Linked DNA regions of Capsicum annuum: region 2 is linked to region 1. The links are chromatin contacts, called in public Hi-C maps. All regions are on one chromosome and are shown on one strand. Each heading gives the region's core, a stretch centred on a gene start, on an enhancer-like site or on the middle of the called end of the contact. The rest is flanking DNA. Distances are from core to core; before and after follow the strand shown.

What was found. A called contact is a pair of places that touch in the nucleus more often than the background predicts.
Region 2: a Hi-C map of leaf shows a contact between it and region 1, with 4 times the contacts expected there. The contact joins two enhancer-like sites. A contact is called at or near these places in 2 of 5 Hi-C or Micro-C datasets (leaf and placenta).

The regions. Positions count from the first base shown.
Region 1 is chr7:49,522,730-49,528,658 of UCD10Xv1.1, forward strand. No RefSeq gene overlaps it. Among protein-coding and RNA genes, the nearest start is that of LOC107850198, 13 kb to the left of the region's middle. Within about 2 kb of position 2,427, at least 4 of the 5 cell types and tissues checked have an H3K27ac peak or open chromatin away from gene starts, as enhancers often do. A contact at or near this core is called in leaf, where this site is marked.
Region 2 is chr7:49,635,942-49,641,208 of UCD10Xv1.1, forward strand. LOC107850218 (homogentisate phytyltransferase 1, chloroplastic) reads right to left here. Exons shown (of 11, transcript XM_047393535.1): 9 at 4,263-4,334; 10 at 4,077-4,172; 11 at 1,166-1,418. The coding sequence ends at 1,377. Among protein-coding and RNA genes, the nearest start is that of LOC107850218, 24 kb to the right of the region's middle. Within about 2 kb of position 1,305, at least 3 of the 5 cell types and tissues checked have an H3K27ac peak or open chromatin away from gene starts, as enhancers often do. A contact at or near this core is called in leaf, where this site is marked.

The DNA.
Region 1 (5,929 bases), core at 1,177-3,676:
AGTTATTTTTCTCTATGATTATATGCCACGATGAAATGCTAAGTTCTTTTGATATATGTTTGCAGTCATGATTTACCGATTTTTGTGGTCAAAACCGTCTTTGATTTTCTCTTGTTTAGATTGAAAAGTTGTTAGGGTTATAGATTTTGTTGAAATGGCGTAAAACTAAAATAGAAGTTAGCATAATTGAACACTTTTCTCTTAGAATTAATCTTTTAGCATTTTTCTTATCTTGTCTTTGAATATAATTTCTCAAACATGTTTAATATATGCTATTTATTTCACCTTGCTTATTAATTTATTTCTTGAAGTATTTTTGTATATTTAGACGTCCCATTGTTATTCGCATACTACCATGATTTTTTTTAAAATCTGTTGATTGACTCCATTCAGTATTGAAAAAATGTTGTTTCATTAGTATGTCTTATATTTTATATTTGAGATGTCACAAAAAGATTCCCTCATCTTATGCTCATTCCCATTTTCTTTGTTTAATGAAAGTATTTGGTGTAAATATGTGTTAATCTATAGAAAATATTTGCCAAATTTTAAGCAACTATATTTGTGGGTCAATGTCTTCTTTTCAAGGATTAGTTGATTATATTGTGCTAGGCTTGATTTTTTGTAAGTTTGCTTGAGAAATAGGTTAATTTTCTTTTCGTTGGATAATTTGATTTGTTTTTTATATCATTGTATACTATTTCATTATGCTTGAAAATAATATTTTTCCATCTCATCACATTAATTTTTTTCTTTGCATGATTTTATTTTGGAGTTCAAATGGACTCCTTTCCTCTTGTATTTCGTAATGGGCCAATAAGGCCCATCTCTTCGAGTCAAGTCCAAAGTTTAAATTCAAAATCGATTATATGGCGTGCGGGTGCAAGAAGATGAAAGAAAAAGGAAAATTGGTCAAAATCCATTGATGAGGTCGCTAAGAGACTTGAAAAGTCTCAATTTTCGTTATTGTCTTATTATTTATTTATTTATTTATTTATTTATTTATTTATCTATTTGTTCATTCATTTGAGCCTCGGGTTCAAAAGTCTCAATTTTTGTTATTGTCTTATTATTTATTTATTTATTTCTCTATTTGTTCATTCATTTGAGCCTCGAAGTCAAAATTGTAATTTAATATAGGTGAAGCGAATTTTTGGTCCTTCAGGGTCCAAATACTAGTTTAGAACAAGTTATGAGCCAAAAACTCAAATGATTAAACTAGGACAGATGCAAATGGGGCAAAAGCTCAAATGATTAGACTAGAACAGGTTCATTTGAATGATTTAAGCCTAATGGTCTAAGTTTTTAATCTTCCCATTTCCCCTTTATGTGCTAGTTTTTTTTTTTTTTCATTTTTTTTGTACTTAGTTAAAATTTTCGCTAAGTCGTCAAAATTCATTTTGCACAAATCTTGAAAATAAACTTTTCCTTAATCGATTTCTTTTCAAAAATCAACTTTCCCTTTTAATGTTATTCAAAAAGTTATTTTCAAATAATTTGAATAACCGCAAGTTAATGGATACTTTTGATGCCTTAACAACCTTTCAGGAATATTAATCGGAACCACTCACTCGAAATTTCTAAACTTAAAAGATTTTTTCTATTTTTGATCTTTTAAGTAATATTTTTAGTTTTTCTTGATATTTTCTCAAAAATCAAGTGGCGACTCTATAATTTTTTAAATTATTACGAACTTTTCTTTACGATTTCAAAATAATTTAAAAAGTAGAAAAATAATGTTTTTCAATCCTTCAAATCGAAAAGGATAAAGCAGATCATATTTAATTTTATTTATTTTCATAGACAAGGAATGAGATATAACTAGGACCTAAGGTTTATGAGAGCAGGGAGGTACATTGTTTTCTTTCTAGAATTCAATCAGCTCAAACTTCATCATGAGGCCTAACAATTATTTAGACTATTGCCATAACTGTTGGCTAAACTATTCAATAAAGAAATATCACTACTTGCCCTTTAAAGTATTTCAATGCCACTGAGGAGAGAGATAGAAAAAATAAAATAGAGAAAGATGTTTGAAGAATGAAAAATTATTCTGGGGAGAAACAAGCAATGCCACTTATTTTGCCTTAAAAGTGGCATTCATTAACTAGAATTCGCCACAGAAATGATTCAACGTTAAGTAAAAAGTGATAGAAATAAGTCATCTTTTTAAAGTGGTATCAAAATAAGCTATTCAAAATAATTAATTTTGATTTATAAATTTTTTTAATTAAGGCATTATCCCTGTTGAACAATAAAAATTTGTATAAAATGAAATTAAAAATTCTGATATTTAAAATAGAATTAAAAATTTCAAGATATGAAATGGGATTAAAAGTTCCGAGTTATAAGTCAGAATATTTCGGCTTTAATTAAAAAGTTCATTCATCTTCAACCTTGGTTCCCCACCATTAACGAACAAAAAAAGCTTGAAGCACCCACCCGATCCCATTGTTAGGATTTAGATACACAATATACAACCAATCCATATATGTATTATAATCCAGCGGTCCCACACGAGTAAAAGAAATTTAAAAAATTGAAATTCCCAGATCCACAAAGGTCCGAAACACGATCCAAAATTCAAAAAAAAAAATTGAATCTAAAACTGCCACTTCATTTTGGGTATTCTTTTAAAAATTCTCTGCTACTTATTGTAATGACCCTCTCATATTGATATTTAAAAGAAAAAAATCATTGTTTCCACCTCAAATTATATATAAAAGTCATGTTATTACCTCCCCGCAATATCTATGTCCAAATTCAATGCGCCATGTGATGGTGTCACGTGTCTAATTTAATTATTCTGTTTTATTAAATAAAGAAAAAAATTACATAAATCCCTAATTTAAGCCACCATATTACATAATATCCATATATATTTTAAAAATTACATAAAATCCCTATTTTCATATTTACTAATGATACATATGCTATAACTTACCTATCCTATTTTTTCTCCTCTTTTCACGCCATCTTTCTCTTTCTTTTTACATCTTCTCTTTTCACGCCATATATCTCTTTCTTTTTATGCATATCTTTTTTTTTACCACAAATTATTCCCGTAAAATCTCTCTCATTTTAGTAGTTTTTGAGTCAACTTTATTTCAATAATTCAACTGATTTCAACCGTTCATCCTTTAATTTTAGAAAGTGACAACTTCTTCAAAGAGGTTAGCTTATTGTTTATGCTTTAAAATCCTTTTGTGTTAATTTGTTTTATCTTCAATGGCTAATGAAGATTCACCCTCATTCAGCTTGGGGATTTCACAAATTGAAACACAAATAGTTGTTCGTGATAGTAATCAGATCGTGGGTTTTACTTCGGACAGTTTTGATTACACCAAATTAGGTTTTAGTGAAAATCGGTCAAAGCAGCGGAACGATCCTGAAAATTGAAGATTTTAAGAGAAGCTTTTGCTGCAAAAAATCAAGTTTTCCACATGCAAATGGAAGATAGAGATGAAATTGAACAAATTCCCAAATTTTCGTTGGAGCAGGTTTATTTTTGCAACTAATAACGGGGTTTTTTTAAATGGTGATTCATATGGGTGATTCATACAATTGCAGATTAACAGATTAACTTATTACTTGGTGATTCATATCTTTTTGGTGATTTATAAATGGTGATGGTGATTCATAGATATTGATTAATATAATCGATTCTTTTAATTAGTGATTCATATGAGTGCTTCATATAACTGCATATTAATAGATTAACTGGTTATTTTGTGATTTATATTTAATTGATGATACATATATGGTGATGGTGATTCATACATATTGATTAATATAACTGATTATTTTAACTAGTGATTCATAACGGTGCTTTATATAACTGCATATTAACAAATTAACTGGTTATTTTGTGATTCATATTTATTTGGTGATACATATATGGTGATGGTGATTCATAGATATTGATTAATATAACTGATTCTTTTAACTAGTGATTCATAAGGGTGCTTCATATAACTGCATATTTATTTGTGATTCATACAGAATAACTGGTTATTTTGTGATTCATGTTTATTTGTTAATTCATACGGTGATTCATATGTGTGACACATTATACATATGGGTGATTCATATGCTTGTTACTTTTAACAGTTGCTTCATATAAGTGATTCATATGCTTGTGACTTTTATTCTCTGTGGATAACTTTTTTTGTTTATATATATGTACTCATTTTTTATACATATGTACTCATATAAGTAAATCAGCAAATGATAGCACTTTATGTACTCATTTTTTTGTTGTTGTAATTTATAAATATGTGATTCAGTTGACTTATGAATCATCTGCTGATTTGTGTTATTGACAGAATGTTAGTTTGCTTGTGAAAAAACGACCTTCCCACAATGTAAGGATTGGTAGTACACATAATCTCAATGTGGTAGATAAGCTTAACGAAGTTCTGAATGATGAAGAAATTAGAATGTTCAGAAGCACTTATTTGGGGTCATTTCTGGACCTACCCAATTGTAATTTTCAAGGATCGATAGCAAGGTGTTTGATGACCTTAGAAGTCTTAACACTCATGTAAAGATCAATAATACAATTCTAAGGTTTTCATTGTATGAGTTTGCTATCGTTACCGGCTTGAAATGCCAACGTAGCGTTGATGATTTTGAGTATTCAGACCTTCCACCATGTCGACTGCAAAGAAAATATTTTCCAAATTCGTCACCATGTGTGAAAAGAAGTGAGTTGGTCGATCTTTTCTTGACTAAAACTGGGGAAAAAATATGAAAGGTGCGGTGAAAATTGGGATATTGTACTTTATACACACATTTGTGTTCTCCCAATTAGATAAAATTAATATCCCTGCCCGAGACTTCCACATGGTGGATGATGGAAGTTATAGTCGTTTTCCATGGAGAAAAGTAGGTTTTGAAAAATTGATGTCTTTTATTATCCGGTCGATGAATGAGGTCCAAAAGTTTTACCGTATGAGTGGCCTTCCATACGCGCTTCAGATTTAGTGGTATGAATGTTGTGCCAAAGTTGATGAATTACTTGCCGTTCGTGTTCACAATTTAATTCCAAGAATGGTGAATTGGAAAGTGGTAAAACCCAAGCCTAGATACAAGGATCTTATGGACGATATGTTTAGTAAGGTAGTGTTTATTTCACCGTTATACTTTTGTATGTCTATTTGTAATTTTTAAGGTACTTCTAATTTTTGATCTTTTGTGTTACTTTTTTTTGAAGCTTGTATACAGGAATATAACCCCGTCACCACGGGAATTGAACCATCTTGAATTGCCAAATCCTTTGATGTTTGGTTCAACAGATGATGCGACAAATGTAGCACAAGCAGTAGCTGTAAAACAACAATCTGAATTTGGAGATGAATTTGATGATTTTAGTACACCTTCTAGTGTAGGCCTTCTAAAAAAGATGAGGCTTGATACTGGTCAATCTTCATATCCTCCTGTGAAGAAACAAAAAATAGTTGAGGAGTCAGAAAAGGTTCGATTACGAGCAACAAAGTCTAAAAAATAGTCAGACAAGTTGTCCAAAGATAAAAATTTGGCAGATTCTTCAATTGATCATTCGGAGCCCCGAGTTTCATTGGATAAAGACAAAGTTGTGCCTAATGTTGAGATGAGGGATGCCGATAAATCACCTGCTGCTTCAGAGAAAAATCTATCACTATCCAAGTCTGATTTGGACGAGATAAAGTCTTATGTTAGGACTTATGTAAGTATAAAATTTTGTTGTTTTTGTTCTGTTAATGTTAAAACATATTATAGGTTATCATGAAGTCCAAAATGTTATTCACAATGTAGGTTGACATGAAATTCAATGATATCCAAAAGTTGATGGTCGATCAGTATACAGGACTTCAGGGAGTTGTGAAATAAGATTTTGTTTCATTTGACAAGGTATTCATAGTTTATCACTAGTATCACTATGCTACTG
Region 2 (5,267 bases), core at 55-2,554, 110 kb after region 1:
GCATTAGATCTTCAATTACGAAATATTACTGAGGATTCCAAGGATTTTGCACTCCAAATGTGCAGATATTTATTAATTCGAGATAGGCTTTTTTGTTACGAAATTGCAGGTGAAGATGTTATTTACAAATCGTTATCACATGGAAGAAGTAGAAGAATGAAGAAGAGAAGCAACACAATGAAGAAGATGATGATGAAATACATGTAGTTGGAGGGTCAATTTTAGTACTCCCTCCGTTTCCAAAAGATTGATCTACCTTCCTTTTTAATTCGTTTAATATAGAATCCTTTCCTATTTTGATAACATTTTATTTTCAAGTTTCCACGTGACATGTTTAAAACCAAAATATTAAAGAGCATTTTGGTACTTTTACATAACTTTAATTTAAAATCACAAGATTAAAAATTCTTCTTTATTTTATTAAACTGCACGTCAAGTCAAAACATAGTCATTATTTTTTAAATGAAGGGAGTAATTAAAATAGCTGAATGGTCAATACCTATGTAATAAGTGGGTAATTTCTTTCAAGTAGACTATTTTTTGGGCAAGAAATTTAACCGAATGAATATTTTGTCTAATTTTCCCCCTTTTTTGCCCCTAAATAGGATGAAGTACAGTATAATCTACGTTGGACACTTTTGTATAATGTTTGACCGCCTGAACACGCATAAATGTGATTCATTAGGGACAAACAAAGGTGATCTCAAAACTCACTTGAACTTATTATGCCCGAGTTATTTTCAATTATAGAAACATGATATTCAACTTATAAATCTGAACGAGGGAGTAACTTAAAAATTGAAAATGCAAGAAAACCACTCTTGATATGGACGAATCATATGTATCCCTGATGAGAAGAAAACAATTTCACTTGTTCCTTGCAGTTTAGTAACAGATTTCCGAAACATATGTTTGGATAAATTTGGAATATTGGTTTTGATCTCATATTAGGCACTCCTTTTGCTAAAACTTACGACAAAAGACAGTACACTTCTCATCTTTTGACCTCATATAAGGCACTCTCTTTCCTTACTGTTATACTTTTTGCAAATTGCACGAGCCCAGCTTGAATTTTTTATTATTTCACTAAGATCAAAAGGTTTTAGTTCAATCGGTTCCTCAACCATAACCTATGTTTGTATGTCATACAAAACGAGTAATTTAATTTAGCTGATAATCAAACAATTAATTTGAATAATCATAAACAGTAAGAATGAACACAATTCGGTGCAAGATCTTTACCCAAAACTACATTTACCAGAATTCAAATAATTTTCAAAAATCTACAAGAATTGACAAGCTGCCAGCTAATTTAACCACACTTACATCCATCACGGTTAAAGGTGAAAGGCTGTATTATTCATGCGCTTAGTCATTCACCTCACAAGCGGTACGAGCAAATACTCTGCGTAGAAAAGCTGCCAACCAAAAAATGAAAGTTCATGGAATGAATATACATAAAGGAGTCATAAAAAGATGGCCTGAATAAGCAAGGTTCAAGCTAAATAAGGAAAGAAACTAAGGTGCATGCTGTACTGAACTCTAAGCACAGATTCAAGCTCAACTTTGTAGCGACATTGCCAAAGTATGCTTCACATTTGTAATGCAAAATATGCATTATTGATGCTACAGTATGTGTCATTTTCTCTATGCATGACGCTAATTACATTGAGACTATCAATTGTGAGTTTCACCCCTTCTATACATATTACTCCACCACTTCTAGGGAAGTTCATAAAAGCAGCATTTTCAGCTGAGACAAATCTAAGTGAAGTTACTAGAGATGACTTATTGTGTAGGCTTATTCTTGAGATTTGAGAAGCTGGTCATTATCTAATGCTGTAAAATTCTCCAAACCTCATCATGTTGCTCTATTGTTTTAATATACTTTCCCTAACATTAACGAACAAGTGTGGGCATTACGTCAGACAAAAGACTGCAGGTTGATAGGATCTCCCAAAAGAGGTCATGCTGAACACCAAGTTGAGAGACTATATACGCACACATAAATTTGTACTCGTCATATAAGTATGTACCGATGAGAGATTAACATTTTGGAATGCCATTATACTCTAGCAAGTGCAGGGAAATAAAAGGTGAACTGGTTTTACAGCCAAAGATATGGCATATGCACAAAACATAGCTAAAAAAGATCTTATTGTCTTGCTTTACATGCTAAATAGGGCCACAGTTTCGAGCTAACATGCTTTTTGCACGACTTTCTGGGAGAAATATTACCTTCCATATGAACATGTAAAAGGATGTTATTGCTGTTTTTTTACTAAAGTCAACTGATTTGGCTCGAGTCCAAAGTAAAAGAGCCAAAGCAGCATGACCCAGAACCTGACAAATGCAAATATAAGTACTCATGTCAGTGCAGGTCATTTGGAAGCTCAAATGTTGAATAAAGACCAACCTATACACAATGATCATATGCAGATTATTCACTGTAGCTTCAGCAACAATATGTTGGAAAGAATATCTAATTTTCCTATTTTGGTTAATTTTAGGTGAAAACTTCAGGCGGACTGCAATTCGTCTGAGCTTAGTCTTCTCTTCTGAGACTCAACCTCCTCTTTCATTTCCGCTTAAGCTTCCGCGCTTTTTCGAGCAAGACTATCTAGCACCCAGTTTTCAAGTTGTCAAATTTCTCAAAACTTCACGTGACACTCTCGCGTCATACAGGCTTTCATTGAAGCCCCTACAACATGGGATATTTGAAGAATCCCCTTTCTACAAACCTTTCTATAATATAAGAGAAGCTCTTCGAGCTTTCTTCGCATTTAATCCTTGTTTATCTGTTAGGTTTCAGTTCTTATCTTCGGCGCGGGGTCTTGCTAACACTCCACATTTCAAAGGTTGCTACACCTAATAATAGATAGTTATCTTTCCTTTTTGGTTACATATGTGATGTCGATTCAGACAGAAGCAGTAACCATCTTGCGAGTTTCCAAATAAGTGGTACCCTTTCTTTACTTTAGAGTCCGGTAGGGAGCCCGGATGGTGGAAGAGCAAGGGGAGGCCGGGGGAACTTTCGATCGGGGAGAGCTCAACAAGGTCGAGACCAAGACTTATCAGCCAGCAAGTAAACTACCTTAATCCCCTGCCTGGTCGTTTCGAGAATCAACCAACGGAAAAATCCGTAGCCCAGGTCACTCGACAGCTCAAAGCTGAAAAGTAGCCCACGTTAGAGGGGAAGATTAGCAAAGCGGGAAAAGAAAGAGGGAAGGGGAGCCTGATATCTCAGACAAAAAGAGGATAAATGAACTAATGCCCCAATCCACTACCTCATTGAGACCACAACTTCTGGAAGATGTAAAGAACCAGAGCTAAGAAACAAACAAGGGAAGTAGGACACAAAGTGGAATTACGATACGATAAAAGCCTGTAGGGAGAAATGGAAGGAAAAACAATAAAGGAGAAAAGACTAGGTTTACCTTTGTAAACTCTCCTAAATAATATAGTCCAGACTGCTTCTTCAATTACAACCCACAACACCAGTAAGATGGAGAACAAAAAGAAGAGATGCCCAATACAGGATATTGGTAAAGACTACATAGATTGGTGGTGGTGATTTAAGAAGAACAGAAGGAGCGAAATTTGGCTATTTTTCTGTTGCGAGGATCTGGCAATAATGTCATTATTTGCCACGCATGTGCCATGTTTTGTCTTTCAAGTAAAACAAAGTTCAGCCACTGCTGATAAATGATTTATGTTTTAAGGATGAAAGAGATTTTCCTTTTCGACCATACCAAAATTACATTCTTCCATTGCTTTGTCTGAGGTTTAAAACTAAAACTGAAAATTCTAGATATTGAAATAACAAGGCAGACAGAGAAGCAAAAAGACTTATTATTTGGCTGTTTACTATTTTATATGGATTTCTCATGCTATATAAGCCTCAGAATTCAGAACAGAAATACCATCATGCAGGGCAGAGATGATGTCTTTAAACTATATCTAGTCATACTGTTTTAGTGTCAGCTTGTGTCTGGCAATCTGTCTACTTACACTTTTTTCATTTGATAATTAACGATATCTCTATAAAACAATTATAAGAGTTAAAGATGCATTACAGTAAAATATTTGCTCCAGATGTTGGAAGATGTTGCACCAACTAAGATGGCAACAAGATAAGCCATTTCAAGTAGTGAAATACAAATCCAAAAGACCTGTCAAAAGTGCACAGATATAGTTTAAGTATAAAAGACAATAGAATAGAGAGAATAAATGCCAAAATTAGTGAGACTTTTGGTACTTACCCTCTCTTGACCCAAGCGGACAGTAAAAGATTGAATTCCAAAGATCTTGTCACCAACAATATCAGGTATGTCCTACAGTATCATGTGAAAAGTGGATATGACTTTCTGTAGCTTGGATTTATTGCATATAGTAAATTATTATATTTCAGGTTATAAGGCTAGAGAGAAATTCAGTTTTCTAAACTTTTTAATGGTTTATATATTTTTGCGTTACTTTGACTTTTAGTTAGAAATCAAATATTCAGTTCTCCATTTATGATCTCTTTTGAGTAGCACGACATTATTCCAGAATCATAAGAGAGATCAGTTCGTTAGTAATGGCAGCAGCTCTCATTGGCAAAAGAAAGGTTCGAGAATGCAGTGTTCTAGCCACTTTTCAAGTGTTACACAGCGATGACTGATAACTTATTATCATGTCCGACTATGTAAGAGCAATGAAATACAAATTGTCTTTAAGAAACCACTCCCTTAATGTAATTAATTTCAACTTTCAACCCAAAAACCCAATACAAGGATATCCTGTCGTTGAGATTCTGCCAGTTTGAAATCGTAACTTGAACACACCCCACACCCCCTCCCCCCCCCCAAAAAAAAAATAGAAAGTCATAACATGAGCTCAGGTTACTTTTTGGGAGGGCGTAGATTTTCGATTCGATTTTTATCCACAGAGATAGATTGGTAAAGATTATAGGTACTACAGTCCTGTGCCTATGATATGATAGTGGAGTTCACAAGCTCCCAATTATGAAAGGTACTGGGAGTCAACTCATTTTTGTATTTGACAGTTCTCTTCTTCCCTTTTTCTTTAATAATGTAGCTTGAGATGGTTTGATCATATCTCACATCGACCTAAAAACGCAGTGTATCTCCAAAACCTATGATATGATAGTGGAGTTCACAAGCTCCCAATTATGAAAGGTACTGGGAGTCACTCATTTTTGTATTTGACAGTTCTCTTCTTCCCTTTTTCTTTAATTATGTAGCTTGAGATGGTTTGATCATATC